Linked DNA regions of Zea mays: region 1 is linked to region 2. Evidence: chromatin contacts called from public Hi-C data. All regions are on one chromosome and are shown on one strand. Each heading gives the region's core, a stretch centred on a gene start, on an enhancer-like site or on the middle of the called end of the contact. The rest is flanking DNA. Distances are from core to core; before and after follow the strand shown.

Region 1 (4,380 bases), core at 1,418-3,917, 380 kb before region 2:
TTGCATCAGAGCAGTCTGCACAGTTTAGTGTTCAGAATTAGCACAAAAAGGAAACAACAGAACTTAGAACATAACTGAGAAGAAACATAAACAATAAGGTGAGATGCATTGAAGAATAAACTGTAGCATCTATCTCTATCGATTTTTGTGTATTGAACATGTAACCACTAGCGTATGAACATTGTTTAATTACAATACAGTATAACTCCCTCGAACTCTTGCCCCACACACCCACCCATATATACAACGTGGCACTGTAGCCCATGTGGGAACGACCACGAACGCAGAACGGGGCTAGGACCTTAGACCGGGAGTCGAACTCAGACCATCTAACTAACTCAGCTAGAGGCTCTTTCGCACTATACAGTATAACTCAACCACAAAAAAGAAGAAAGGGTATAGTTCCTATCCATCAAGTTACTAATTCTCAATCTCAAATAAAAGGTAACGTCAGTTACATATAAACACACAGGACTGCTAAAAGGCTGCAAGTAGTTTTCAACCATACTGCTACATAATGCATTTCCTAATAATTCCGAATGGAAATTCACTGCTGATGAAATACTCTAAAAGCCGACAAAGCACAGTAATGGTTGAAGATCTAAGATGAGAAAGAGAAGAATTTACCTGCCCTCTGCAATTTCTAAGGTTAATATTAACACCGGACTCGATTAGGAGGGAGACAATCTATCACAGAGAAATGAGAGGGTTATTTTGTAAAATAATAACAAATTCACATACTGGGAAGTGACTAAATGGGTTAACAAAGGCATCTGGATCAACAATTATTGCATATAGATGGCAAAACAACATTATAGATAAAATCAATGGTTCACCTCATGGTGGCCCTTTGCTGCCGAGTAATGGAGAGGCGAATTCCGGATCCCGAACGTGGAGTACCGAGCAAGGCGGGGATTGAGTTCTAAGAGAGCCCTGGCCTCCTGGATGTCTCCATCTCTTGCAGCAGACACAAGTCGCTCCCCAGTCGCCGAGCAACCAAAAGAGTCGCCCATCATACCTAAGAGCCCCATGATGCTTGGACCTATCAGAACACAAAATATGAGCAAGAGCAACAGAGCAACGCTTCTTGCAAAGACCCTCCAAATACTGGATATCACTTGTTGAGCACCGTATGGAACTGCACAGAATCAGAGTGTTCTTGGGGCCAAGATGTATTGAGGCAGGCATCACACGGTGTTAGCCTTATATCGATATGGGAAGAGAAGAACCACTTGGGCACTCCAGAAGAAACTGATTTGCGAAAGGCCAGGCAATGCGCCACATGTCCACATGAACATAAGAATCCTACATAAGCAGAGACGAAATGGCCTCACGGACTCGGTGTTTATTTGAGTAGATAGCCAAGGATTCATTGGAAATAAATGGTAGCACAGTTGGGCACTTTCTGCCAGCAAGAATCAGCTTCGGTCGGTCCAATTTGGCACTGGATCCACATAGACCAAAGAGCAGAAGCCAAAAGATGCCACCTTTCTATGGTAAACAAACTGACCCAAATTGACCGGGAAGGACATGAATCCAAATGAAGAGTCTATCCTCCCCTAACTGATCCAAGAAATGGTAAGCCGCAGGATCTAACGAGCTGGGCAACCCCCTCTTTTTTTAACTACTTCCCTACTATTGTGTAGACTGCAAGGCGATATGGTCAGACGGAGGCGAGGGGCCGGCGCAGTAATGGGGGCGGAAGAAACATCAGCAGAGACACGTCGCTGTCCCCCCTGTGCCTCTCAGGGAGGATGCCAACGGCCACCGGCCCCGTTGGCCCAAGGAGGAATGGCACAACTACCAGCGCCGGCATTGAGCCCGCAGATTGACCTTGGACAAGCGAAGAAAAAAACAGGAACAGCAAACGGGAAGAAGAACCTGAGCGCACCAGTACAAACATTCCCTTTTGACATCTGATGGGGGAAGAAAGGCGCATTCCACGAGTAAAAAAAATCGAGGCCGGATCATACTATCACTTAACTAGAAAAGGGGACGTCTAGCATTAAATAGGAAATACCACCAAATAAAGATGAGATCTCTCTGCGAAGGAATGGCTCTGCACAAGCAACCAAAATCAAGAGAAGGAAGACCCGGCCTCACCTCGCCCGCCCGACGACAGGACTACAGGAGAAGAAGGGATCTTCAGGCGGCGGCCGGCGCCGGGGAAGCTGAAGCCCCGCCTCCTTCCCCTCCGCCCCGCTGGCGCCGACGCCAACTCATGAAGGAATTAACAACAGCTGTGGACAAGGCAGGGGCAGCGGCGGAGGGGAGGAGTAACCGAGGGCAGCCCCAGATGAGCGATGGCTCTGCCTGCGCGTCGTAGTTGTAGCTGTCCTTGTCGGTGGACCGGCGCTCTGCTTCGTGCAGAGACGGCGCGGGATGGGAGGAACAAGGTGGGGAGGGGGACAGGACAAGAGGCGCATGCAGCAGTGGAGAGCACGAGGAGACGGGAGCTGGAGGGGGGTATGAGGACGAGCACAAAGTCACAAACACATGGGGATGGACTGCCTGCCCGCTGCCGCGCCTGCCCTCGCGGTTTCTGCAGTTTCTCTTCTTTCTTGTAGAGCCGCTGCTGTGATTGCTGTCGTCTGCCGAGGCCCGAGGCGGCGCCGCAGAGGTGTCCGTCTCGTCTCTGCCAAATGGCGAATGCTCTCCCTGCTCCGGTCTCCGCCCTATGCACTTGGTGGTATCTGTTGAATCGGAGGCCTGACCTGACACCCAATTCCTTCGCTTCCTTCCTGTCAGTGACCGTGGTTACCTGAATTACCTGTTACCCCAATCAGCATGCAAGTTGCAAATACAGAGCTTGAATTAACAGAGGCACCTGATGAAAAATATAAGCCTGATAAACTAAAAGACGACATTTATTTGCAACTTGCATGCCGATTGCTGACTTTTGCTTCTGTTGAACCCCATCTGTGTTTGAAAAAGAGACACACACTCCTCAGATAGACGTCCATTTGTCTGCATCAGTGTACGGGTAACAAGGTACAACGTACAACATCTAAGGGCAAGGTAAGGATATCCGTAGTGGTTCTCCCTAAATTTATTCCCCTATATCACTTTTTTCGTTACATTATCAATATTTTGTCTCCTACTTTTTCATCTCTCGCAACGGTTCCCTCTAAATTCTCCCTATATACCTCAATACAACCATAAAATATCATTATCCAACCTTATTCATCATCTATTACTATTTTTTCTTCAACTATTAAATACTAGTCGGCACGCAACTCGAGACAAGGGGGCGCATCAGCTGACGCTCAATGTGACGGAGTCCTGCTCACTTCCGCCGGCTGGGGGGGTGCTCGCAGGGGCGCCCGTAGTGCCCCTGAGGGGAGGGGGAGCGGTCGCGGGAACCCGCGGAGAGTCTAATGGGCTCAATCCGTCTTGGTAGTAAAGTTTAATCCGTGCTTATCTCTAGTGATTAATGGGGTCTAAATTTTACACCATAAATTTTAAGGATCAGATGTTATTTGGATCGAGTTTTATTCATGTTTATTTTGTACTAAATTAATTAAGGGCTCAACGAATCATGAAGAAACATTTGGATCGTGGTCCATTACCACCCCTACTTATCCCTGGTAAAATGGTTCTACCTCTCAAACTCTGTACTTCTTTAGCATGATTGTTAGATGGTTAGTGTGCCTTGAGCTAGAGCCCGATCAAGAAGTGTGTTAGAGTTGTACCCCCTAACCTGCATATAACCCTATCGTCAATTACTATTGTATGAAGTAATTTTCTTTCTATTATACAAAGTAATTCTCCTCTAGAGCCCTACAGTCGCAGCCACCACCATGGTCGGTGTGCCCCTTTCCTCCTCTAGCATCGTCACCTCCTCCTCCTCTCCCTATAGCAGGTGTGTTTCCCCCCTAAGCGTCGTGGTTGGCTTGTTGACATGTCGTCCATCCTCACTACCGACGGAGATGTCCGGGCCACAGATGTCGCCTTGCACATGGGCATCGCCGCCGTTGCTCTAGATGCTGCAGGCGCGAGCAACGCTAAGCTAGGCGCGGTTGCTCCCCTAACTCATGATGTAGCCTCCTCCTCCCACTCTTCTTCTATCTGATGGTGCCTTGGCTCTACAGGTCGCTTTCCCCATGATGACATTGTTGTTGCCCACCCTGTCCTTGTTGCTGCCATCACCACCGCAATGTACGTTGTTGTTGTTGTTGTTGCGCAGGAGTGCGAGCATGCTAATGCTCTCGGGTAAGCGATGCCACTGTTTATTCTCTTGCCTACTAGCTTGTGAAGTCCAAGCAACAACTCGAGGGTGATGTTCCCTAGGGACGCGATTGGTTCCTTGTATACAGCCCGAGCCAGGTTTCATAAGTGCAAGAAGCAACATGTTTGGTTGCATGCATTAGTACTTGGGCC
Region 2 (4,317 bases), core at 271-2,770:
AGGAGGCTATGGTTGCTCGGTATATGACTTCATCGGCAATCGCATGCAATAGAATGGCTAGGCTTGTGAATGCCCATTTGTAGCCGATGAGTTATGTGTGGCAGCCTTAGCATCAATCTCATGCGATGGAAAATTAGCAAAGACATTGTTTTCATATGCATGTGTAAGTTTTTAAAGGATTCTTCCATACCCCATGTATTGTCGTAATTGATCCCGCTACTCATCTATAAATACATAAGAGATTGGATGTCATCGATTTTACTTACATTGGGGCATGTGTAGCGGGTAGAAGAGATGCCATCTCAAACTCCCCTTGACGGACGATCTTCTTATGCTGGTCTACCTTGAAATGTGCCATATATTTTTATTTTGCTTATTCTCGCTCTTGGGCTTGCCTTCGCAACGTTTCTTATTCTCGTTGTCTCATGTTATCTTCAAATCGTTGCTGATCTTCAGCTGACAGGCTCTTAAGAGTCGGCTTCATGTTGTTGCTCGTGGAAACTTCGGTGCGATATTTGGAACCATGAGCCATTTGTGGCTGATCTTGGTAGATCCAGAAAGCATGTCTCTCCTCGACGAAGTCGCAAAAAGTGTGTCGGCACCGATTTGGGGCTAAACACTGGTATGAACCTCAAGGAGGTATTCTCTACGGAGCTCGGATGGTTCGCGATCTTGCAACGGATGGTCTGCGACCTCCCTGTTGGAGTTACTCCTCTCTGCGTACTTCCTGACTGTCCACGTGTAGGCCCGGACAATCCACAACGACACAGAATCATCTTTTTTGCAGAAAACCTAAAACTAACCTTTCGAGAGGGACCCTACCAGGGAGAAGAGTTCTTAGGCGTGCCCTAGGGTCGCCAAGCCACTTGGAGCGTCCTTAGACAACGTAGAGACGAATAGAGATGGAGAATAAGGTTAGGAAGGCTAAACTAAGGCTAGATTACTCTTACTCCTAAGTAAATGAGATAAATTGGATTCATAGATGGGATTGATTGATGCCTCAATGAGCCGTACCATTCGCGCGCATATATACGCATATATATATATATATATATATATATATATATATATATATATATATATATATAGAGAGAGAGAGAGAGAGAGAGATGAAGGTTTGGACCCGTTACTGGCCGCTTCATAACAGATTCCTATGCGATTAACCAGATAAGTACGCGTGAAATAAGGACTCTTGTCTGATCTTAAGGCACGGACCGTTCAAGCTACGCCCGCAGACTATTTAGGACACGGATCGTCGAGCCACATGGTGTGTCCAGTGGTAATTCTGGTGCTCAACGAGACCTTTTATTGCTTTCTATTTTTTTCAAAACATAAGCATGTTTTAGAAGCATAACCAAATACGGCCTAAAATTGCACAATAGGTGTTGTAATGGTAGCTTTCAAATTTTGGCACTTTTACAGATGACACTTTAATGTGTTCATTTTATTTGTCGATTTTTTTTCTTCTGTCGTGATGGGCGGGGTGTTTGTTTCACGCGCACGGCGCACCATACTCGACGTAACGAGGCATCGACACTGACAGAGTCCACGGCACGGCTTGTTTACCACCAACCATCCGGCCCTTCCCCGACCATGGCGGCGGCACCCCCTCGCTGGTGGCCGCTCCTCCTGCAGCTCGCAATCGCCCTTGGCATCCTGCTCGCGGCGGCCGAGGCTTGGACGGGGGAGATCCGCGGCCGCGTCGTCTGCGACGTCTGCGGCGACGCAGCCATCGGCCCGGAGGACCACGCCCTCGAAGGTCAGTCAGCCCCGTGCACCTGCTTCCTTTCCCCTCGTGCGGATTTATCGACCGATCTCTGCAGTGCGCCCCGTGGTTCCCCAGTTAGGTTTCGCTCGATCGCTCGAGCGGATCTGGGGCTAGGCAGTTAGCTGCGTCAAGTCCCGAAGTCAGCCGATTAATTGCGATTAGTCGTATCATGAACCCGAGTAGGGGCTAATTAGTTTTCTTGTCATCCGATTAGTCATCGAATAATCACGGTTAATCGGATGGCTAGAGGGCGAATGGCCAGAAACAGAATGGAATTGCTCGGCAGCTAAAAACATGGGCTGCATCTGGAACCCTATTTGGGGAACAGTGGCGCCTTGTCGCCTTTGAAATCATGATCTGGGATGGGATGGTTCGGGCTAATTGGGCTTATGCTTTTCATCCCAATTTGCAACTCAACATGCAGCCACCACCCTAACCCTTACTCTCTGTCTCACATCTCACTCTGTCCAGCTATTCTACCAGCCAACTGATCAAGCCAGAGTCATATTCATGGTCTGTGCTCTAGAATATATAGTACTACCTCCATCCTTTTTTATTTGTGTCAAACAGTGGAAAAATGGTCTACAAAACGTCAAATGAAAAAATGGAGGGAGTATATTAGTATATACTAGTTAAGGTAACGACTGATAGTGCAAGCAGATCATAGATGCAAGCGTGCAAGTGAGCCTTCTGGTCCATTAGATCATGATATAGTTAAATGCATGTGCACTGCTTTTGGCAACAAAAGAATTCTTACAATACCTCATCAACAAACAAAGACCCAACATTTTGGGGTTCATGTTAACGTGTAGCAAGCATGGTTTTAAAGTCGGCTAGTCGACTCTAGTCGCCTGAGCACCGATAAGGTGACTAATCGCGATTAGCCGTCGATTTGCTCGATTAGTCGAGCCTAGTTGATTCCTAGTCGTCCACCTATAACAGGACCATGTGTGTGTGTATATATATCAATACATATAGTTGTAGCAGGACTTTAGGACAACATTACACTATAGCTGTAGCAGGACAACAATATACTATATTGCAGATCAGCAGATCTATTAACAATATCACAATATAACTGTACAAACATGTTTTCACTAAAAGTAAAAGGTAAAGACCACTTACCTTGGATTGTACAACAACACACTGATTTCAACTCCAGGAATTATTAGAATGCCAAACTTGTAGGCTGTTGTTAGTGACTACAACAGGAGGTCGGGACTTCAGGAGCATATGTAGAGGGATGTCGGAGCACAGCAGGGCGACAGGAGAGGAGAGCGGCGGCGCTGGAGAAGGGATGGCGACGCTGGAGAAGGGCGCACGCGTGACTGTGCGCTGCGTATTGTGTACCGTATTGGTACAGTAGGACAAAACAGTGTTTGTGTTGTACAGATGGTGGGTTGGCCCATGTAACAAAGACCGGTTTAGTGGCCCAAAATAGGCATAACTAGTCGACCATTACCCCTAGTCGGACGACTAATCGCGATTAGTCGGCGACTAGGACGACTAATCACTTCCTAGTCGCTCTAGTCGAGTCGAAGACCCTAATTGAGCTCGCTCTAGCGATAAGGCCGACTAATCGCGATTAGTCGGACGACTTTAAAACCTTGGTAGCAAGGCATCTTTCATCCAAGGTTTTCTTCGAACTTTGGATCGAGCAAGATTAACGACGTCAGGTCCTTCACCATTTTCATAACTAATTATTCACGTTTTTTGTTGGAACCAAGTCTGAACACAATAAACTATATGCTTGATCAGAGACATGTCCATTTACATGTTAATGAAACTCAAATGATATCTAAATTTCTTTGAACAAAAAGGATGGCCACACTAGGCCTGCAAAAGGTGTGATTTATGCGACCCATTTGATTAATTCAGAAGGTAAGGGTCCATCAGTTGGAGAACTTGTACTTTCTTATTCACCGCATGAGAAACGCTGTTATTCTCGTTTTCTGATGAATGTGTTATACTGAAGCTTCCTTCTGTTGTTATTGTCAGTTATATTCGCACTAGAATGCTAGTTTCAGTACGTGTCAAACATCGGATCTCTAGAATATGCCACAAGTACGATTTCATATGTCAAAACATAACGTTTGGGAGATGCTAAATCCTTTATAATTTCTGTGAAAGCTGGGCCTGGATTTCTCCAATGCTCTGTTACTGTGTTTCCAGTAGAAGGTGGGCCTATGCCCTTCAGTATTTCTGAATTAAAGAAAAACTCGATATGTCGTGACACGGTATGCTACTGTATTTCAGTATTTATACCACTGTTTTCTTGATCTGGGTCCAGTATGTTCTGTTCAAATTGTCTTAAAGATCTTTCTTAAACTCATCTTTACGACGTTTCTGTCTCATGTAGGTGCGGAGGTTGCTGTCCTCTGCATCACAAAATCTGGTGAGGTTATCAACTATCAAGCCTTCACAAACTCCAAGGGCGTGTATACTGTCGCCGAGACTATGCCGGAGAGCGACAGGTGGGACTCGTGCTTGGCGAGGCCTATGAGCAGCTTCCATCTACATTGCACACGGCGGGGTGATGCTCACTCTGG

What was found. A called contact is a pair of places that touch in the nucleus more often than the background predicts.
Region 1: a Hi-C map of ear shows a contact between it and region 2, with 2.3 times the contacts expected there. The contact joins the promoter of LOC100285090 here to the promoter of LOC100276027 in region 2. A contact is called at or near these places in 2 of 25 Hi-C or Micro-C datasets (ear and leaf).

Annotation. Positions count from the first base shown.
Region 1 is chr4:71,705,870-71,710,249 of Zm-B73-REFERENCE-NAM-5.0, reverse strand. LOC100285090 reads right to left here and starts at 2,667. Exons shown (of 11, transcript NM_001157985.1): 1 at 2,104-2,667; 2 at 837-1,042; 3 at 628-687; 4 at 1-15. The coding sequence starts at 1,031. LOC118477060 reads right to left here and starts at 2,919. Exons shown (of 2, transcript XM_035967602.1): 1 at 2,898-2,919; 2 at 2,108-2,741. The coding sequence starts at 2,919. The coding sequence ends at 2,146.
Region 2 is chr4:71,329,607-71,333,923 of Zm-B73-REFERENCE-NAM-5.0, reverse strand. LOC100276027 reads left to right here and starts at 1,520. Exons shown (of 2, transcript NM_001149917.1): 1 at 1,520-1,759; 2 at 4,128-4,317. The coding sequence starts at 1,594.